Linked DNA regions of Gossypium hirsutum: region 1 is linked to region 2. A link is a contact called in public Hi-C data. All regions are on one chromosome and are shown on one strand. The core of a region is the stretch at or near the end of the contact, and the rest is flanking DNA. Distances in the headings are between cores, read along the strand shown. Region 1 holds the start of LOC107910752 (2,3-bisphosphoglycerate-independent phosphoglycerate mutase). Region 2 holds the start of LOC107910670.

What was found. A called contact is a pair of places that touch in the nucleus more often than the background predicts.
Region 1: a Hi-C map of leaf shows a contact between it and region 2, with 2.2 times the contacts expected there. The contact joins the promoter of LOC107910752 here to the promoter of LOC107910670 in region 2. A contact is called at or near these places in 7 of 34 Hi-C or Micro-C datasets (hypocotyl, leaf, petal and 1 more).

What each region holds. Positions count from the first base shown.
Region 1 is chrD02:29,741,869-29,746,240 of Gossypium_hirsutum_v2.1, reverse strand. LOC107910752 (2,3-bisphosphoglycerate-independent phosphoglycerate mutase) reads right to left here and starts at 2,802. Exons shown (of 9, transcript XM_016838732.2): 1 at 2,357-2,802; 2 at 1,686-1,813; 3 at 1,149-1,299; 4 at 876-1,079; 5 at 241-659. The coding sequence starts at 2,524.
Region 2 is chrD02:29,432,125-29,436,216 of Gossypium_hirsutum_v2.1, reverse strand. LOC107910670 reads right to left here and starts at 1,853. Exons shown (of 4, transcript XM_016838610.2): 1 at 1,698-1,853; 2 at 1-1,499. The coding sequence starts at 1,282.

The sequences.
Region 1 (4,372 bases), core at 1,553-4,052, 310 kb before region 2:
TTATCAGACAATTTAAAAAACCGCATTTCACTGAAACGAGGATTCCAAGATAAAAATAAGCATATAACTCTTTTCCCATTATAGTATATGAATACTGTGGGAGACAAGTTTCATGAGCCCTCCTTTCACCTGGGGATCATCGCTAGGGGGCCTGGATTAAGGTAGGGCCAATGGCCCAGGTTAAAATTATAATTGCATGTTTGATTAGTAAAATCAAAGAACATCAATTAATAAACACACCTGCACGCAAAAGTACGTACACCATTGTGCACCAAATATTCGCCGGATGTTCTGTCAATCTCGGGGGGAGAAACAAGGTAGTGGCCTGGAAGCTTCAACTCACCATCATATTGAAGCATTCCAGCATAATGAATTTTAGGAACCTTTACGCGATCAAATTTGTCGAAATCTTGATGCTCGAGTGCCTTTGCAAGCATAACCATTCGATCTGCTCGGAAGTTAAAAGTAACAACAGCATCACCATCTTCTATTGGACCCACAGCTTTCTCATTCTCATCAACAATAACAAAGGGAGGTAAGTACTGGTCATTGGCATTTTCCCTTAATTTCTTTACAGCTTCAACAGCATTTGCAAACTTGTGAGGGGCTTCACCACGAACCTGAGCATCCCATCCTCGTTTCACAACGTCCCAATCATTCTGCAAAAGATCAGAGCACAAAATTTAAATTATCCATGCAAATAAGGTTGAATCTCTTCCTTAGAATGATTCATTTGGTATTTGTTGCCTTGTCAAATAAAAGTTAAAAAGAAGCATGACATAAACAATAATCCGTATATTTTGTATTAATGCAAAATAATATAATCATCTTAACTATCCAACATGATTTGGGGGCTTTCGACAATTATTTCTCACCTCATAACGGTCCATTGTGACATACATGCGGCCTCCACCAGATGCAATCCGGGCATCAACACCATTCTCACGTAATTTTGCAAGGTCACTCTCAAGAGTCTCCACAAAGGCTACACTTGAACCATCCAATACATCACGACCATCGGTGAGAATATGAACACGAATTCTTTTAGCACCACGCTCACTAGCTCCCTTCAGCAACAACTGCAGAAAGAGAGAAATAAATAACAGAATGGAAATGAATTAGCTAGGAGGTTGAGTGGCGAAAATTACCTGCAATTGATCAAGTCGTGAATGGACACCACCATCACTAAGTAATCCAATCAGGTGCAAAGTTCCCTTTTCAAAGCATTCGCTTATGTACTTGAATCCTTCTCCTTCATAGATTTTTCCAGAGGCAAGAGCAATATCAACAAGCTTAGCCCTAGAGTTATAAATGAATCAACAGGTTAGAACACTGGGACCACAGTTAACCTGCCAGAAGTCCATCTTCAAAAGAAAGAAAATGGAATACCAGAAAAAGAAGACACTTGCAAAAGCTAAGAAGTACAAAACTATTTTGCTTCATCTCTTTATTTTGCTAGTTACCATGTTTTGGCACATACTCAGGCATAGGTATGCCGAATGTTACCCTTTAAGGACTCCCCAAACAGATGGAAAAACTTGGAAAATTTGAATATATCAACAATTTTTACACTTGCACCGAAGTTTGAATAACATGGATAAGAAATGTAAGAAAAAAAAAGAAGCATAGCAATGCATTTAGTTCACAAGACAGAATGTCGCTCTAAAGGAGGAAGTGAAGCTTACCCTTGAGCGAAAATGCGACCTGCACCGAGAGCATTGTGACCAACTTCACTGTTTCCCATGTCATCCTCTGTGGGGAGCCCTACAGCCTTACCATGAGCTCTGATTAATCTCCACTTTTCAGGGGCACCCTATCAACAAGATTAATTCCAATTAAACTAAGTCTCTTACTCTCTTTACATATTGATATATGGAAATGGAATCCTACTATGAAACAAAAGAATGTAACAAAATATCTCAAATGGAACATACTTATAATCCCTAGTATGGGTGGAATGAAGCTAATATATACTATATTACCCTAACTCACTCATCATTTTTACTGAAGTATCTATGTACTATTAGTTATCCAAATGGAACAGTCAAGTCTTTGTTTCTCATAGAGAGACGAATCTAAACCTAGCAGTTTGAAGAAAACGAAACTAACACCAGATCTGTTGCAGAACTAACTTTTTATAAATGAACAAATGATAGAAGCAAAAATCAAGCATGAAGATTAACATCTAATTAGTAAAGGCACAAAAAAAAAGAAGAAGAAACTTTCATTTGCTTAGAACAAACGAGATCCATAACAAATAACAGCATGGAATCGATTACCCACATCAAAGGCTTTCGGAAAAAAACTCCTGATCTAAGTTAAACTTCTTAAAAACAGAAATATAAAGCAAAGGAACCTGTTTGAGAGAATCCATGGTGGGAGTTTGAGCAACATGAATGCAATTGTACTCATCGGGTTTGTACTCGCCCCAGCCATCGAGAACGATGAGAGCAAGGGTCTTCCCCTTTGGAAGTGTTGGGTGATCCGCCAATTTCCAGGAGACTTGCTGCCCTGAACTCCCCATAGATGTTAGTATGTGTGGGTGTTTGCTAGTTAGCTTGTGGTTGAGAGAGCGAGAGGATTAGGTAGTTGATTATATAAGAAATCTAAAACTCGAAAAATCAGGCAAAATGAAAAAAAAAAGGGTGAACGGAGTGAATGGCGAAGCGTTGCAGCTTTCAGGTTTTGACTTAAATAATAACAACAATATATATAAAACAGATGGCGTGAAGACTGAGTGCGTAGCGAACCCGTGGGTGAGTGCATCACCACGTGATCATCCCTTTTCACTTACCTAACCTACACCTAAGCATCTCCCAAGTTTAAAATCTCGAATATACTTTTCATCGGTCATTATCCACAGGTTAATACTTGCCATAAATCTTTTCAGTGCTCATGGCCAGGCGGCCCGGCCCAGCCCGACGGCCCACTCGAAATATTAGAGGGTTTGGATAAAAATATAGACTCGAAATATAATATTTGGCAAAAAAATGAGACCCGTTTAGAAAACGGGCCGGGACTCGAGCACCATTTTTTTGGCCCGGGCCCAGCTCGGCCCAGCCCTATATAATAAATATATATTTATTTTTTAAATTTTTTTAATTTTAAAATATTTTTAAAATACTTTTTTTGATTTTTAAAATAAATTTTTGGTATTTATTAAAAAATGGGCTGGGCTGGGCTGGGCCCGGGCTTATGATTTTTTCCCGGGCCGGGCCTGGGAAAAATTTTAGGCCCATATTTCGGGCCGGGCCCGGGCCAAAATTTTTTATGGGCCCGGCCCATGAGCACCTCTACTCTTCACTAATTTAAAATTTAGTTTTTTAAGAATTTAATTACTTTATTTTTAAAATTAAAACATATTTATTTGAAAATTATGTAAATAAAAATTAAAAATATTTATTTGAAAATTATATAAATAAAAATGAATTTAAATTTAACAATGTTAACAGCTAGATCTAAATTTTTGAATAATATATAGATTTATGACATATTTTATCATTATTGGAATTTGAATATTGTAATATTCAATACATTTTTCATTTGAATAATTATAATTGAAAAATATTTGATAAAATGGTAATAGAGTTTTTAGATTTATAAGTAGGATTAGGAGTTGACAAGTGTCTCTACAATATTAAAAATAAATAAATGTTTAACAAAAAGAGACATATCACAACTTTTTAAGATTATTTGTAGAATAAAAAAGGTACACAGCCTAAAAATTATGAGTGTTCTCTCTTAGTGTCCCAGACAAACAATGCTTACTGTAGTTGGGTAAGAGTAGGGTGGTGATTTTGTCAACAATGGTGAGGGATAAATCTCCCTCTTAGCAGACAAACTTGTTCAACTAAATGTTAAAAGTTCGCTGGTTGTTCCGACTGGAAAATCGATGCTGCTATGTTCAGTGTGGAGACAAAGATCATATAATCTAGATAGTTTTAGGGCACAAATGAAGAGTATATGGAAAAAAAAAAAGAAAAATTTAGAGATCCAAGTGGCAGGGCAAAATTTATTTCAAATCTCGTTTGAAGATGAGGATGATTTGGAGATGATTTTGGAAAGGAGGCCTTGGTTATTTCGAAAGCAGTTGATTATCTTTGAAAAACTGAAGGAAGCCATAGAAAGGAGTAAAATTAAATTGGTTCTCTATCTGTTCTGGCTTAATATAGGTTTATGTCCGCCTGAGTAGAAAAAGAAAGATTTAATGCATGCTATAGGTTCTACCTTTGGAGGGGTGCTTCAATCGGAGATAAAAGGGGATGATTGCCGATTGAAAGTCCAATTGGATATTCAGAAACCACTGCGAAGGGGAATTTTTATCTCGGTGGGAAATTAGGAGAGAGTTTCATTACACTTTAAATATGAAAAT
Region 2 (4,092 bases), core at 604-3,103:
CAAGGTATCTAGTTCCACCATTTCCCCGGCTAAAATTAATTGCAGGAGTACTTTTAATTACATGTCCTGTTTCTAGAGCATTGCCCTTTAGATTATCAGACCCAGACCTCAGATGTTCCCGGAAATCAATCTCACACTTCTTATCAAAGTCACGCTTCAGTTCAGCTTCCTTAACAGCTCTCTTTTCAAGCTCTTCTGCATCAGTGTGGCTCTTACTAAATGCTTTATCTTTCTCTTTCCTTCTCTCTTTAGACTTATTTTCAGCTTCCCTTTTTATCTCTTTCTCCTTTGCAGATGGTGATAATTTGCTGCGATCTCTTTCAGCCTCCAATTTTTCATCCCTCAGTCTCCTCCTTTCTTCCACCAATCTTGCAACCTCCTCTCTTTGCTTTCTCTCTTCTTGCTCCAAAAGCTCTTTTTCTAACCTAGCCTGTCTCTTTTCTTCAGCTTTTCTGCGTGTTTTTTCTCCTCTGCTCTCATGAAAGCTTGTCCCACTCTCACCCCTCTTAGTCAACATGCCCCTGTGGTCTGCATCAGATGAAGCATCATAATTCGATGAACTAACCCCAAAAATCCTTCTCAAAAGCCACCTAATGCTCCAGAAGGACGTTAACAGTCTGCATGCAAAAATAACAATTCCTGAATAAGATTTCTTCGCCAAACAATCTTCATCTCCTCCAAAGTCACCTGTGCCATTCTTCCACCAATAGCTAGGCTTCCCTCCAACGGACCCAGAGACCCAGTTGCCATTCTCTAACCAATCCTGCCCACACATCCACCCATTCTCCGACCATCCTTTTCCATTCAAGATTTTACCACTTTTTCCAACAAGATCCTTAATGATCCCAGAATTTGAAATACCCAGACCAGGTGGACCTGGCAAGTCCAAAACAGGTCTCTTTGAAATATGGCCACAATAAGAGCACATAAACCGACCACCACCAGGTTTCTGATCCCTATATGGAGTCAGGCAGTTCCGGCACCTTCGTGTCGCAGTTTTACGAAGCTTCTGCAGTTCTATAGCCTCAAACCTCTTCCTCTCCCTGAGGCGTGCATTCCTTCTAACCCTCCAAGCAGATAGCCGGGGAATTAAAATCTCATACCAAAACAGAGTTGCCAAAAGCACAAAAACGCAAGCCAGCCTTGGGGACGTGATCTCAAATCGAAAATCAGGTGGCAATAGCTGAGAAAGAGCCCATAAACCTATGAGAGGTATAACTAACCAAGGCAGCATCGTAGCAACCCGGCGAGACCACTTCTGAATCACACACAGTATACACATTATCCTCTAACCCAAACCTATCTTTCCCGTTTTACAAATCAATGGCTAAAAACCCTAAAATCAACCCCCCCAATCAAGCTACCTCCTCCAAAAAGAAAAGGTTCCAACATTAAAAAACCAACCCAGGAAAACCCGTTCCAAATCGAAATATATATATTTCAAAGCAGCAATTCTTCAAGAACCCTAAGCAGCATTTACAATCGCGAATCCTTCAAAACTAGATATGAAAAACAAAAAGAAAAAGAAAAAATAACGTCCAATTAATATTTAAATTTTAAATATATAGATGAATACATTCAATTAAAGCCCTAGAAATGGATGGATTCAGTTTTTTTTTGTTTTCTCTTATGTTATTTTCCCGAAAAGTTTCTTTCTAAACGCTCAGAGGCAAGCGTGAGGGATTCGCGGAACTTACAGACTCAGAGTCCATTTCGGAGCCGAATCGGGTTGGAGCGGTATGTGAAAATAGATAAGAGAGATATGTAGAAGAAAATAAGGGAACCGTATTACTGCAAACGATAATTAATTTTTAATATGCAACCTCTCTTAACCGGTTTTCTTGGGTCGCCTCTTTCTTAGACCGCTTCGTTGAAATGGCCATTTAATTTAATAAGATAAAAATTAACTGTTAGATATTTTGATAATAGAGTTGGGTACTTTAATAAGTTTTTAAATTATATTATTCTGTTATGTTTTGTGTTTAATGTTCTACATAGTGTTTTGGGGAAAAGGGTTTTTAATGAAATGAATAGTTTTGATTCGTCTTTGTTAAACGATGTGTTTTGTTCCAATTGTAATTGCCTTTGTTTTCTTTCCATGTTGCAATCCTTCTTCTTCGTTATAATTGAATCGGGGAAAGAAGGAAGGGATGTTTTTGGCTATAATGAAAATTTTATTTTTTTTCTCTGCTCTTTCTTTATGTTTTCTGTTCTCTTGGTTTTCCTGGAAACAATCTCCTAACAAAAGAATCAGAGCAAGTCAATTCTCATGGTCGGAGATGGAATTTTCACTTGTCTGCAAAAGGAGGTTACTTATCTGCAACAAGAAGTCACTAAGCTTCAATCCGAACCCTCTCAACTGGATAGTCGTATTGGAGACAAATTGGATAGTCGTATTAGGGATAGGTTCAAAGAACTAAAGGAGGATTTTCGCGGTGAGTTGAAGGCTGAGCTTCAAGGTCAAGTTCATGGTATATTTGAGCAATATTTGGGAAAACTTTTACTGTCTAACAAAGGGATAGGAGTGTTGAGTGAGCCTCTACCAAGATTCCCTCCTAAGGATTCCTTGTTTCCAATCCAAAAGTCTGGTGTTGTCAAGGTCAATACTAAACCCCCTAAATTGGATTACCCTCATTTTGACGGTACAAATTTTAGAGGTTGGTAGGCAAAACTAGAATAGTACTTTTTGGCTAAGAAGATTCTTGTGAATGCTAGAGTAAGGATGGTCATGTTGTATTTAGAGGGAAGGGCTTTCGATTGACATCATTTTTATGCTCAAAGGCAAGGGGGTTCCACATGTTGAATTGGAGTCATATACGCAGAGTCCCAAGGACAAGTTTGGATCTCAAACTGTCTAGGATCCTATGAAAGAATAACTCTCCCTTAAACATGTAGGTTCAGTCGATCAATACTATAATTCTTTCATTAGTTTGTTAAATCAGTTGCAGTTACCTAAACAATACGTTGTTAGTATATTCATCACTAATTTGAAGGCTGATGTGGGGCAATGCCTAGAGCTTTTAAAACCTACCACCTTGATGGAAAGGTTTTTGACTGCTAGATAGGTGGAAGCCATCCTCAATGGCTCATCCAAACGAAGGTTGTTGGTGGGGTGGGGTGCTCATTTCAAGCTTACACCCCAATCTGTTTTGAACTTCACTGGTTAGAAAGGGCCTAGATACCCTTAACCATCGAATGGGGGGCTACACTAGCGGGTTCACCCAATATTAAAGGATAGCCTCGTGGAATACCTAAGTCATTATCTTCTGCTGAGATTGAAGACATAATAAAGAAATGACTTTGCTATTGGTGCAGGGCCAAATACAGGGTTGGTCACAAGTGCATGATGTCCAAGTTATATCAACTAATATTTGAACCGGGTATAGAGGGCGATAATGATAAGTTTCAAGAATGTAGTAAGCGGTTGGAAGATTTGAAGTTGGGGGAGGAGTGTTTCTGTAACGACCTAATAGTCAGGGGTGTCGAAAAACCTATTTTTGGGACTCTATTTTCGTAAACCAAACCCATAAATATTTTTATTAAATATTTACGAGGCTAACTTAATAAATAATTGATTTTTGGATTAGTAAATTTCGTGAAATTAGGAGTTATTAAGGTACAGGGACTAAATCACGTAAGGGTTAAAAGTTGAATTATAGATTGAAAGAAATAGAAGGGACTAAATTAGCAAATTTACCATTTATTAAAATGGTGGGCAGTTATGGTTTAATGAATTTGCATGTGTATATGTTATATATTAAAGTAACTTTAATAATAATGATAATAATAAAGATAATAAAATGAAAACATAATAAATAAATGAAAGAAAGTGGAAAGAAAGATGAAACAATTGCATGCAAATTAAAGAAAAAAAAAAGAGAAAGAAACAAAGTGGCTGACGACACCAAGGGCTCCAAACTTTCAAATTTCAATTGGTTAGTCAATTTAGTCCTCTTTTCTTGTCATTTTTATATTTTCGGAATCTCGATACTTAGGGCTACCTGACCCATATTGTAATTTTTAGTATTATTCAAGATTTTAGATGTTTACATTGTTAAATAGTTTAAGTATTAGGGATTAAATAGATAGGTT